Regions from separate parts of the Mus musculus genome. Here region 2 is linked to region 1. The links are chromatin contacts, called in public Hi-C maps. All regions are on one chromosome and are shown on one strand. Each heading gives the region's core, a stretch centred on a gene start, on an enhancer-like site or on the middle of the called end of the contact. The rest is flanking DNA. Distances are from core to core; before and after follow the strand shown. Region 1 overlaps Gm34850 (a long non-coding RNA gene). Region 2 overlaps Stxbp4 (syntaxin binding protein 4).

Region 1 (5,161 bases), core at 889-3,388:
TGGGGAGAAAATAGAGAATAAGCACACAGGAGCTGGTACCCCGAGAGGAGTGTGTTCATCCCATTGCTTTCCCAGTGGAACACTGTCCTCCTGGTTGTGTGGTACATGATCACCACCCAAGAATATGAACTGATGAGCAGCTGAGTAGAGATTTGTTTTCATTTTTGCAAACCCTTTTATGACCACAGAGGGGATAACTAAATTAATGCCATATGCCTGCGAAATCCCTCTGACAGCTTTTGTTGTAATGGAAGATGACAACGGTTATCAGAGCAGAAGGAACATGCTTGAGAAAAAGTAAATACCAAACACCTTTTGGGAAACAACGCACCTTCTCTGACCTTTGCAGCTGCCTAGCTCTCTAGAGTGTGGCGACCAGAGTTGACTGATGACAGTTAGCCAGGATTTCCTCTTGCTTGAAAAAGTTTGCCTTCCCCCTCTCCCTGGGTTGTGCAGAATTTTAAATGTCACAGTAATCACATTTTTCCCCCAGGATAACATGAAATATCACTAGAGCTTAATGGAGATGAACCAATGATCGAATTTAGTTGCTAGTGATATATTGAATTAGAGGAATCAGATCTAGCCCACAAGCTGTACAACCTCTGAATTTTGTTAACACAAATAGGAAATCAAGTGATAAAATCTAGTGTTTCTGAGTCCCTTACCATACATGCAATCCTGTTCCAAGTACTTTATACCTATCATTTAAGCCCAATAGTCCTTTAGGGGGCATTAGCATTCCCATTTAATAGATCAATTCAAATGATGAATTTGTTGACCTACACAAAGCCATGTGATTTGTGGATATGTGACTATCTCTCGTGAAAGCCATATGTGCTTGGCAGCATTACGTAAGTGCTATAAGCCACATTGGCAGAAGGCAAATAACATCTTAGGATATCAGAGGGTTGCATTAAGTAGATTACATGCAGCACATTGGTTTAGTGCTTGCTATATATTAATCTCTTACCACACTATTCAGGGTTCTCCGGAGAACCAAAAGAAAAGAAAAAACAGAAGGAAGGAAGGAAGGAAGGGAGGGAGGGAGGGAGGGAGGGAGGGAGGGAGGGAGGGAGGGGAGGAAGGAAGGAAGGAAGGAAGGAGGGGAGGAAGGAAGGAAGGAAAGAAGGAAGAGAGAGAGAGAAATGTGTGTGTATATATAGAGAGGGAGTAGATTGATAAGCTAGGTAGATAGATGATAGGTAGACAGGCAGATAATAATAATGAAAATATTATGAACATATGAAATGAATATATGAATAAATTTGAAGACAGACAGGCATATATATATATATATATATATATATATATATCACTGGTCCAACTTTTAGACATTTGCTCTAAATTGAGATTAGAGTGCCACCAGCTATCGCCACACTTCCCCAAGGGATCGCTCACAATTAATCAATGAACTAATGACCAAAAATAGAGAAAGATGCCTTTTTATAGTGGACATCATAAATAAACTTTCAGAATAAAGCAGTGTGCTGAAACAAAAGCTTTAGCTGTTTTTTACGCTAATGTGAGTTGTTAAAAATATAGTTTCATTGCATTACTAAGACTTTTTTTTAAAAATTGAATCATATTTCAAGTAACTTTAGTAAGTCAAAGCATGTAAGTTTGTGAAGAAAGGGGCGTGTAAGGGAAATACATCCTTATTAACATTAAGTGCGGGGCTCACAGACACACTTGACTGCCTTTTATCTGGGTACCAGGGAGCCGAACTCGGGTCCCCACGCTTGTGTGGCAAGCACTTTGCCCGAGGAACCATCTCCCAACCCTCTCTTCTCTTTTTCTTTCTTCATTCTTCTTGAATGAAGCAGATCCACAGGCTCGTTTTTTTTTTTTTTTCAGATGTCAAAAGAAGTCAAAAAAACTTCAAAATTGGCCCAAAATAAAAAGAGCATATTCGTCAAATCAAAAGAAACCACAAAAGACACCGATTCAAGTGAATCTTAGGCTCTGTGAAGCACAGGAAGAAGACACTGATGTCAGGAATTGCCTTATGCAGATAAAGTGCTTTGAAATTTTGTTCCAGACCTTGAGTGAAGTTTCTGTCTGCCTCTGGAGTATATTGCTCTCACCGATGAATAGGACGCTATGAACTTGCCCTTTAATTGGCTGGTCAAAAAAGTAGGCAGCACATTCACTCATGGAGTGGATGACGTACAGAGAGGGACTCCAGACAAGCATGCATAGGCAGAAACCTTGCCGAGCAGAAGATGCTGCCTTAAGTTAGAGGTCAGGCTCAGGAAGGAGTCAAAGAGCCCATTGTGCTGCTGAGAATTACCCACAGCCAAATGCATGCTGAGCCTTGCTTCCTGCACGGCGGATACTGCTTACAGTCCCGTGATTTTAAAAAATAACTCTTTCTTCGTACATCAGAGATTACCACAAGTCACAGACCTTGTGAGCCAACCCGAACCTGGCTGGTGTCAGAGACTGACCATCTATTATCCAAGAGCTGTCTCCTCCTCCTCCCAGGAAGGATTTAGGAACTGCAGGCTGTACCATTGACAAAGCTTCCCCCCAAGATGATGAAGCTGTAATGCAAATACATGAGATTCCCGCCAGAGGAACCTGAAGGAGGGCGATGAAGTATCAGAAGAGGACAGGACAAGGGAAGCAACTCACAGCCCTCCAGAACTGTCAATCAAGGATTTAGAGGGATTTAGAAAGACAGTTTTAAAGGGAGCATCAACCTTTCCTATCATGTTTATAGCAGCCAAACATAAGATTTAAAGATGCTGGCTTTCACAGAATGACCCAGAAAGATTAAATCAGAGCCAACCTCAGAATTAAGTGTGCCAGATGCTGCACTGAGCCCTACAATCATCTTGTTTAATCTCTCTGACGTCTGTGATGGGTACGGTTATCATCTCTCCATGACAGGTGGGGAAACTGAGGCTTTGGCCTTATGCAACTCTAGGACCAAGCAGAGGGGTGTTGAATCCACTATTAGGTGTTACCTCTGAAATGAAGAAATGGTAGGTACCATGAGTGTCCAGTAAATATTAATTAAAGATCTCTCATGTTGATCAGGCCAAATAAAAGCATGATTGGATTAACAGAGAGCTGGCTCTGAGCTGTTATGTAACATGGTGTATATTACTTGATGTATCTGGGTAACATTATCTTCATCAGAAAGATTAGATGTTGTGTGGGTAAAAGGACATGAGGAATAAGGCATACAATTCAAATAAGCCATGCATTATGTCTAAACCAGAGTCCCCACTGTCACTCCGATCCAAGCTCCAGCTGTCTGAAATTACTTCTCTCCCCTAGAACAAAGGCACATGGGGACTGGAAAGACACAATCCTTCCACTCCTCGGTCCCCTGTGGCTTGGCGGAGAAGGGCACTGTTGTAACCAAGAACGGCCCTTCCTCATAACCACCACTGTGTTCTCACCACATGATCTTCTTGGTTCCAGTCAAAAGCCCTGTGCCCACTCCTGACTTGAAAGGACCCACAGAGGATTTTTCTCTTTGCTTAGCTCTGTGGCTCTTTCCTAGCAGTTGGAATACAGAAATATTTTCCACCCAAAACGACCACATAATGACAGGAAAAAGCTGTTAGACTCTGTGCAGAGGGAAACCATCGTCTCGAGTGTTTTCAGACATTCCTTTGCTTTATTTTAAAAGGAATCCTCTCTGTTTCCTTTAAAGGCATTAAGGAGAAGTGACCGGTCAGGATTCACTGGACCATAGACTTGGTTACTTTTATATCCATTCGTATCCTGCCCCGCAGGGTTCATTTCTCTGCTTCACTCAAGAACCATCTGTCTCAGTCGTACTCATAGCCCTCATCTACCCAGACTCTCAAAGTCTGAGAGTCTGTCTCCACGTTCCTCAGGTAGACGTCTTCGACACTCTCCATAGGAACAAATCCTATGTAAAGCCTAAGGTCATGGTTTCTTCCCCAGAGTTTTTCATTAATTAATTTATTTATTCACTTTACATCCCAAGCCCAGGATAACAGCCCCTTTCCCTCCTCTCCCCCAGTCCTCCCCTCCCATTCCCTTTCCCTATCCCCCCTCCTCTTCTCTTTAGAGAAGGAGAGACTACGCCCCTGGATACCAACCTGTCCTGGAACATCAATTCTCACCAGGACTAAGTGCATCTTTTTCCCACTGAGGCCAAGCAAGGCAGCCCAGCTAAGAGAAGGGGATCCAAAGGCAGGCCACAGAGTCAGAGTCAGAGTCAGAGACAGGCCCCGCTCCAATCATTGGGGGACTCATATGAAGACCAACTCCACATCTGCTACATATGTGTAGGGATTTCATGTATTTTCATTACTCTGCCTGAGAGCCTGAATCCAGGGATCCACCCAACAGATACTTGGAAAACATGCTGAAAGTAAGCTTCGAAGTATCAAGGAAACCATTCACTAATAGACTAAGATGAAAATATATTATGATGAATGTATTTCTAATAAAGGCCATCCTTTCTTAGAAATGTAATTGTGAGTGATCATTGTATTTCCTCTTGAGGCTTCATTAAATATGTGCCCTGAACAACCTCTGGGTATAGAAAAGTCAAGAGCAATTTATCTGGGAGAGGAAAAGATGGATATTTTGAAAATCCAAATGCATTTGCTTGAGAGCCTACTTTGAGTCTCACTGCAGTCCCAACAGATGGATGAGAGGACCAACATTCCCTGCTCTGCAACCACCAAGGAGAAGCGTCACTGCCCTGGATTGGAGAGTACAGCAAGTTTTTTAAGTCCAGGGTTAAATTCCTTGTTCTCATTAGAAGGAGGTGGTTTAGTGTGAAAGAGTGGAGGTTGAGTTACAAGACAGTGCTTGTTGAAAATAAATAAGTACAGGCGATTTAATGAAGCCTGCTACTTCCCTCTAGCTTTGGACAGTTCCATCGTCCTACTTAGACAGGTTTCATCATAAGGAACAGATGCCAGAGACGGCCTACGATCTCTTCCATGTGCTGGGAAGCCTGGCTGCAAGTTGACTTGATCTGGGTTGGTACCCTCCCCTGTACCTGAAGGGCTCTTGGGCCCTCTTCTCACATCATTTGCTTATCTAGAAAAGTGGAGGAAAAAAACAAAACACTTCTCATGTACCATTAAAAGTAAAGACTCAGTTGTTGCTACACTCCTTCCCTCGAGGCAATAGGCCAACAGAAAAAAACCGACAGAGTGTA
Region 2 (5,161 bases), core at 913-3,412, 150 kb before region 1:
TGGTGATCCCATGTTCAGTAAAAAAGCAAGCTGAGCAAGCTGTAAGGAGCAAGCTAGTTAGAAGCGCTCCTCTGTGGCTTCAGCATCAGCTCCTGCCTCCAGGTCCCTTTTCTGTTTGAGTTCTCGCCACCACTGTCTTCAGTGATGGACATTACCCGCAAGTGTGAACGAGTAAGCCCATTCCTCCCCAAGCTACTTTTGAGTGTTTCTTCACAGCAATAGAGACACTGAACATCTCTCCAATACACTTTTTAAGTTCTAAGTTATTAATGGTTTAAGGTATACAATGATAGATATATTTTAGCTATTCAAATTAAGTTATTAGCTAAAAGACAATTTAATGTTAAAGATAAACAAATTGAAGCCCCTCCCACCAATCCTTTTGGTAAGAAGTCGGAGGTTCACTCTCATTTCAGTTTTAAAGCTTAGAGATGTGGGCTGGGAGAAGGGAAGATATGGGGCATTTAGTATAGTTTAAGCTGTTTGCTTGCCTGCTTACTTGTTTGAGACAGAGACTTTAATGTTTTAATCCTGGTGTACCTGGCACTCATTTGTCACCCACACTGGACTCCAACTCATGTCGATTCTCCTAACTCAGCCTCCAAATGTTCACTATTCAAGGCACAGGTCACCATGCCTTGCTGCTTAATATACTTGGGGTAGGGTGCAGGAATAGTTCAAGGTGCCTGAGAAATAATACAGGTCTACCTTTAAAACAAGGAACAATTAATTTATCCTTTTTATTTCCACAAATATTTAAAATTAGACTAATAAATTGAAAGCAGTAATTTTAAATGGCTTTATCTGCAGTAAACCATAGCAAATTAAGAAACTATGTTCATGATATATATGCCTTTTCTTTTTTTAAAAAAATTTTTATTAGATATTTTCTTCATTTACATTTCAAATGCTATCCCAAAAGTCTTCTATACCCTTCCCCCACCCTTCTCCCCTACCCACCCACTCCCACTTCCTGGCCCTGCCGTTCCCCTGTACTGAGGCATATAAAGTTTGCTAGACCAAGGGGCCTCTCTTCCCAGTGATGGCCGACTAGGCCATCTTCTGCTACATATGCAGCTAGAGACACAAGCTCTGGGGGTACTGGTTAGTTCATATTGTTGTTCCACCTATAGGGTAGCAGACCCCTTCAGCTCCTTGGTTACTTTCTCTAGCTCCTCCATTGGGGGCCCTGTGTTCCATCCAATAGCTGACTGTGAGCATCCACTTCTGTATTTGCCAGGCACTGGCATAGCCTCACAGGAGACAGCTGTATCAGGGTCCTTTCAGCAAAATCTTGCTGGCATATGCAATAGTGTCTGCATTTGGTGGCTGATATATACCTTTTCTTGTTAGTTGAGGTGTGCAAAATCCATTCTGATGGATTGTTTTCTTCATTCACCACTAGAGAGCAGTGTGGAGTTATTAATGTTCAGGTCATGTGCAAAAGAAAACCAATTAGACAAAAAGTGTACAAGAATAAATAATCCTTGGCTCCTTATGTTTATTTTAATATTCCTTAAGATGGAATGCTGTGAGTAAACACAGAACAGATGCAATGTTACTGCAACTGGTTTTGATACTAATATGCTACTAGGGACCTTGATTCTGTTTTAAGCTTTCAACCACACTTGGGAGTCAACCACACACAAGATAGATAGATAGATAGATAGATGATAGATAGATAGATAGATAGATAGATAGATAGATAGATAGACAGACACAAGATAGATAGATAGATAGAGAGAGAGAGAGAGAGAGAGAGAGAGAGAGAGAGAGAGATAGATAAGTTGCCCAGGCTGGCAGATGGATCAATTGTTAGTTATTTTCAGAATTTTATGTGTCCTTTAACTTGACTATAATTTATTAAAACTCCTCTCTCTCTCTCTCTGTCTGTGTGTGTGTGTGTGTGTGTGTGTGTGTGTGTGTTTGTACTTGATTTTCTATGTCTTGACTAAATGTGTGTAGTACCTATGGATGCCCGAAGAGGACGACAGGTGTTCTGTAGCAGAATTCTTGTTAGCTCTTGTAGCTATACACTGAGAACAGCCCCACAGGTCCTGAGTAAGGAGAGGCGAGGATCTGAAAGCCCTTTCTCCCGCATGAGCTGGTCTCTGGCAGTCTAGAGCCCTCCGAGGCCGCCTTAAGCCTCTTGCTAACCTCAGCACTCCCTTGATCAGCTCTAACTTCCTGGTACAAATCTCCACTTAGTTCTCCTAGAGGGGTCCTAGGTGCAGCACTTCTGAGGCACAATCTGTGATGCTTAACCTCGCACCTTCCTCTCCTTTCTTCCCAAACAACGGCCTCTTTTCAATGGCTGTTCAGAGTCATGTCCTTCCTCCCATATCATTAAGATGTACCAGTTATCTTAGTATATACTGCTGACCTTTTTACTCTCTGTCTCTTAAACCCATTAATCAGTCAGGCAGCGCGCGCATGCACAAGCTTGTGTGTGTGTGTGTGTGTGTGTGTGTGTCTGTCTGTCTGTCTGTCTGTCTGATATAAGCACATGTGTGTATATTTGCTGGTACAATTACATGTATGTGTACACGAAAATGATGGAGGCCAAGGTTAATGTCAACCATCTTTATTTGTCACTCTCTACCTTAATTTTTGAGACAAAGTCTCTTACTGCTCTTAGATCTGGCTAATTAAGCTAGTCTGGCTAGAGCCCATTGCCTATCTCTGCCTTCCCAGCACTGGAATTGCATACACTTTATTATGTGTGTGATGGGGGTCTGTACTAGGGTTCTCCTGCTTGCAGAAAGGTGGGGTTTTTTTTTTTGGCTGAGCCATCTCTCTAGGCTCTGTCTTTAGGTTGTCATTGGCTTTTGTTGCAACTCTCAGTAGCTTTATCTACTCTTAATGCACCTTGCCTATTTCCTCTCCCACAAAGCTACCTTAGTATTATTAGTAACCTGTACGCCCCTGTGTAGACTGCTTCTGCCTTCAGCTCTTCTTTTCTCTAGCTCTACCCTTACAAGCTTGTCTTCCCTCTTTCTGAAAGAGCCATTCCTTCCTTATCTCGGTCTAGGTATATTGTTTCAGGACCAGTGCCTCCTTCTCATTCTACTGTTCCAGATATCAGTTTATAAAGCAGTTGGCAAAGGACTTGTTTCCTGTCCTCCGGTGCAAGTGCAGATAAGGCCAGGTTTTGTTTTTCCTGTATGTGTGGCTAGTTCTTGTTCCAGTGCTTCCTATCAGCTGACTCGGTGTCTAATGGTGCATCTGTGTCCCTGATCGCTTTAGCTCAGTCTAACCATTGCTCATTGTACCTCTTGATGGCAAAGACTCCATCCGATTTCTTCATCATCGTCATTCCCTTAGTGGGAGTCACTCAGATACTATTAATGAATGGCTTTGCCACAGTCATTCTGTCACAGTTCTCTCCACTATCCACTGCCACCAGCTTCCTTCCAGACCAAGGTTCATCTCCTTAGCCCTGTGTATCAGAGCATTGATAACATTTTAAATTGTTTGAATGATTGTTTTTCTCTCATTGCTAGTAACATAAAGAAGAACGCTTCTGTGTTGATTTGAAGGAACTTTGTGTATTGCATATAGTTGATCCTTAAGACATGTTCAAAATACATAGAAAAGCTCTCTATAGAACATGCACATGTAGCTATGTACTCTGCCTGTTTGCCTGGAAGAGTATATTTCCTCTCCTGCCTCTGAAATTGCAATGGCCCTCTGAGCCACTGCCATAGTATCCTCGGCAGCATTCTTCCTCGCCACATAAAGACATAATCTCATACAGCTATTTGTCATTTTACGTTTGATCGATTGAACAATTTATGTCAAGCTTGTAAGTAAAGACAAAGGTGCCACTGACATAAGTGCCCACGTTAGTAATGGTCACAAACTGGGGAGGGCCATATTTCACTTTCCGATTGTAGCTCCTTGGAGCATATGCTAAACACATTGCTGAACTAGGGTTAAAGCATTTGGATGCATGGGAGGGCAAAGCTTCTGGTAGACAGAGCCCAGTCCCATTGGTGCACACTGAGGGAGCAGTAGCCAAGACAGTTCACGTTGCAATGTCACGCTCTTCTTTGATGTCATTATTGTTTCCATTATGGTATAGCGTGATGATTTCCCAGAGCTCTGTCCTGGACCGCATTCATTTATTAGTGAGCTGTTATATTTTTTGCAGTGTGCAGGGGAAACAACCATGATGCCCTGATCTAGCCAACCATAGGAGTGAGCGAATAGTCTGAGAGTTAGCTGTATTAGTATCAAGATGTCTGGTTTCGAAGAGGGTAGAATTGGGTGTGAGTAAGGGGACAGTAGAAAGTCAGTGCTCTAATACAGGGAAATAACGTATATTTGTTCAGCAAAGATAGCATTTGAGCCTGGCGGTGGGGGTGTGACGGTTATTCTTGTAGAGAAATAGGGTAGATGCTAGCATTGTTGAGTGGCCATGTATAAAATCCTGGAAACATTAGCTGGTTTGGGGACCGTCCTCTGAAAAGCTTGAGGAACTTGTATGCTATAATGGAAGGTAGAATGAAGCTAGAAAAGGGGGGTTGCAGTTAGCTTCGAACAGGCTCGGAAAGCTAAGGCATATACCAAGCATTCCCAGGAGTTGGCTCCATCCAAAATTCTCTAATTCAAGAGCAGAAATTAAACTTTTCTTGTAAGTAGCCTATGGTAAAGGTAAGACTGTTTCACCTTACCACATTCACCACCCTAAATGTGCTTGGCATGTGTTCTCTGATTCTTACAATAAGCTTGTGCTATAAATACCATTACCAACTTTTTCGCTAAGATAATGAATAGAGTCTTATAGTCATTAAGCAATTTTATTATGTCCATACTAATATCAAGAGTTAAAAGAAGCCTACATCTAATTTGTAGATTGGGAAATGACTCCAAATACTCTCAGAAATACTTCCTTTCTAAATTATGAGTTAGTTCCGTCAGGATCAGACTCAATAGATGTTTTCTGATAATACAATAATGCTATTTAAAACTTTATAATATAGTCATAATTGCAATGAACAGCAATGGCAGTTTACAACAGGGGAACTTAAGTGACCAGGAACACATTATTATTTCAACATGTACATCACTGTCAAATGCGAGAGTTCAGACTGAAGTGTAGCATGTGGACATGCTTGGTATTTTACTTGCCATGTGGTACAGCTGCTCTAAAACCTGT

The links. A called contact is a pair of places that touch in the nucleus more often than the background predicts.
Region 2: a Hi-C map of group 2 innate lymphoid cells shows a contact between it and region 1, with 3 times the contacts expected there. The contact joins two enhancer-like sites. A contact is called at or near these places in 5 of 484 Hi-C or Micro-C datasets (the HPC-7 cell line, bone marrow-derived macrophages, group 2 innate lymphoid cells and 1 more), 2 of 115 datasets of contacts at active chromatin or transcription factors (bone marrow-derived dendritic cells and double positive thymocytes) and 2 of 9 other capture datasets (adipose tissue and pancreatic islet).

The regions. Positions count from the first base shown.
Region 1 is chr11:90,461,293-90,466,453 of GRCm38.p6, reverse strand. Gm34850 (a long non-coding RNA gene) reads left to right here. Exons shown (of 3, transcript XR_880134.1): 3 at 1,858-3,071. Among named protein-coding and RNA genes, the nearest start is that of Gm34850, 9.0 kb to the left of the region's middle. Within about 2 kb of position 2,138, at least 19 of the 459 cell types and tissues checked have an H3K27ac peak or open chromatin away from gene starts, as enhancers often do. A contact at or near this core is called in group 2 innate lymphoid cells, where this site is marked.
Region 2 is chr11:90,612,907-90,618,067 of GRCm38.p6, reverse strand. The region is part of intron 4 of Stxbp4 (syntaxin binding protein 4); the gene reads left to right. Among named protein-coding and RNA genes, the nearest start is that of Stxbp4, 23 kb to the left of the region's middle. Within about 2 kb of position 2,162, at least 7 of the 459 cell types and tissues checked have an H3K27ac peak or open chromatin away from gene starts, as enhancers often do. A contact at or near this core is called in group 2 innate lymphoid cells, where this site is marked.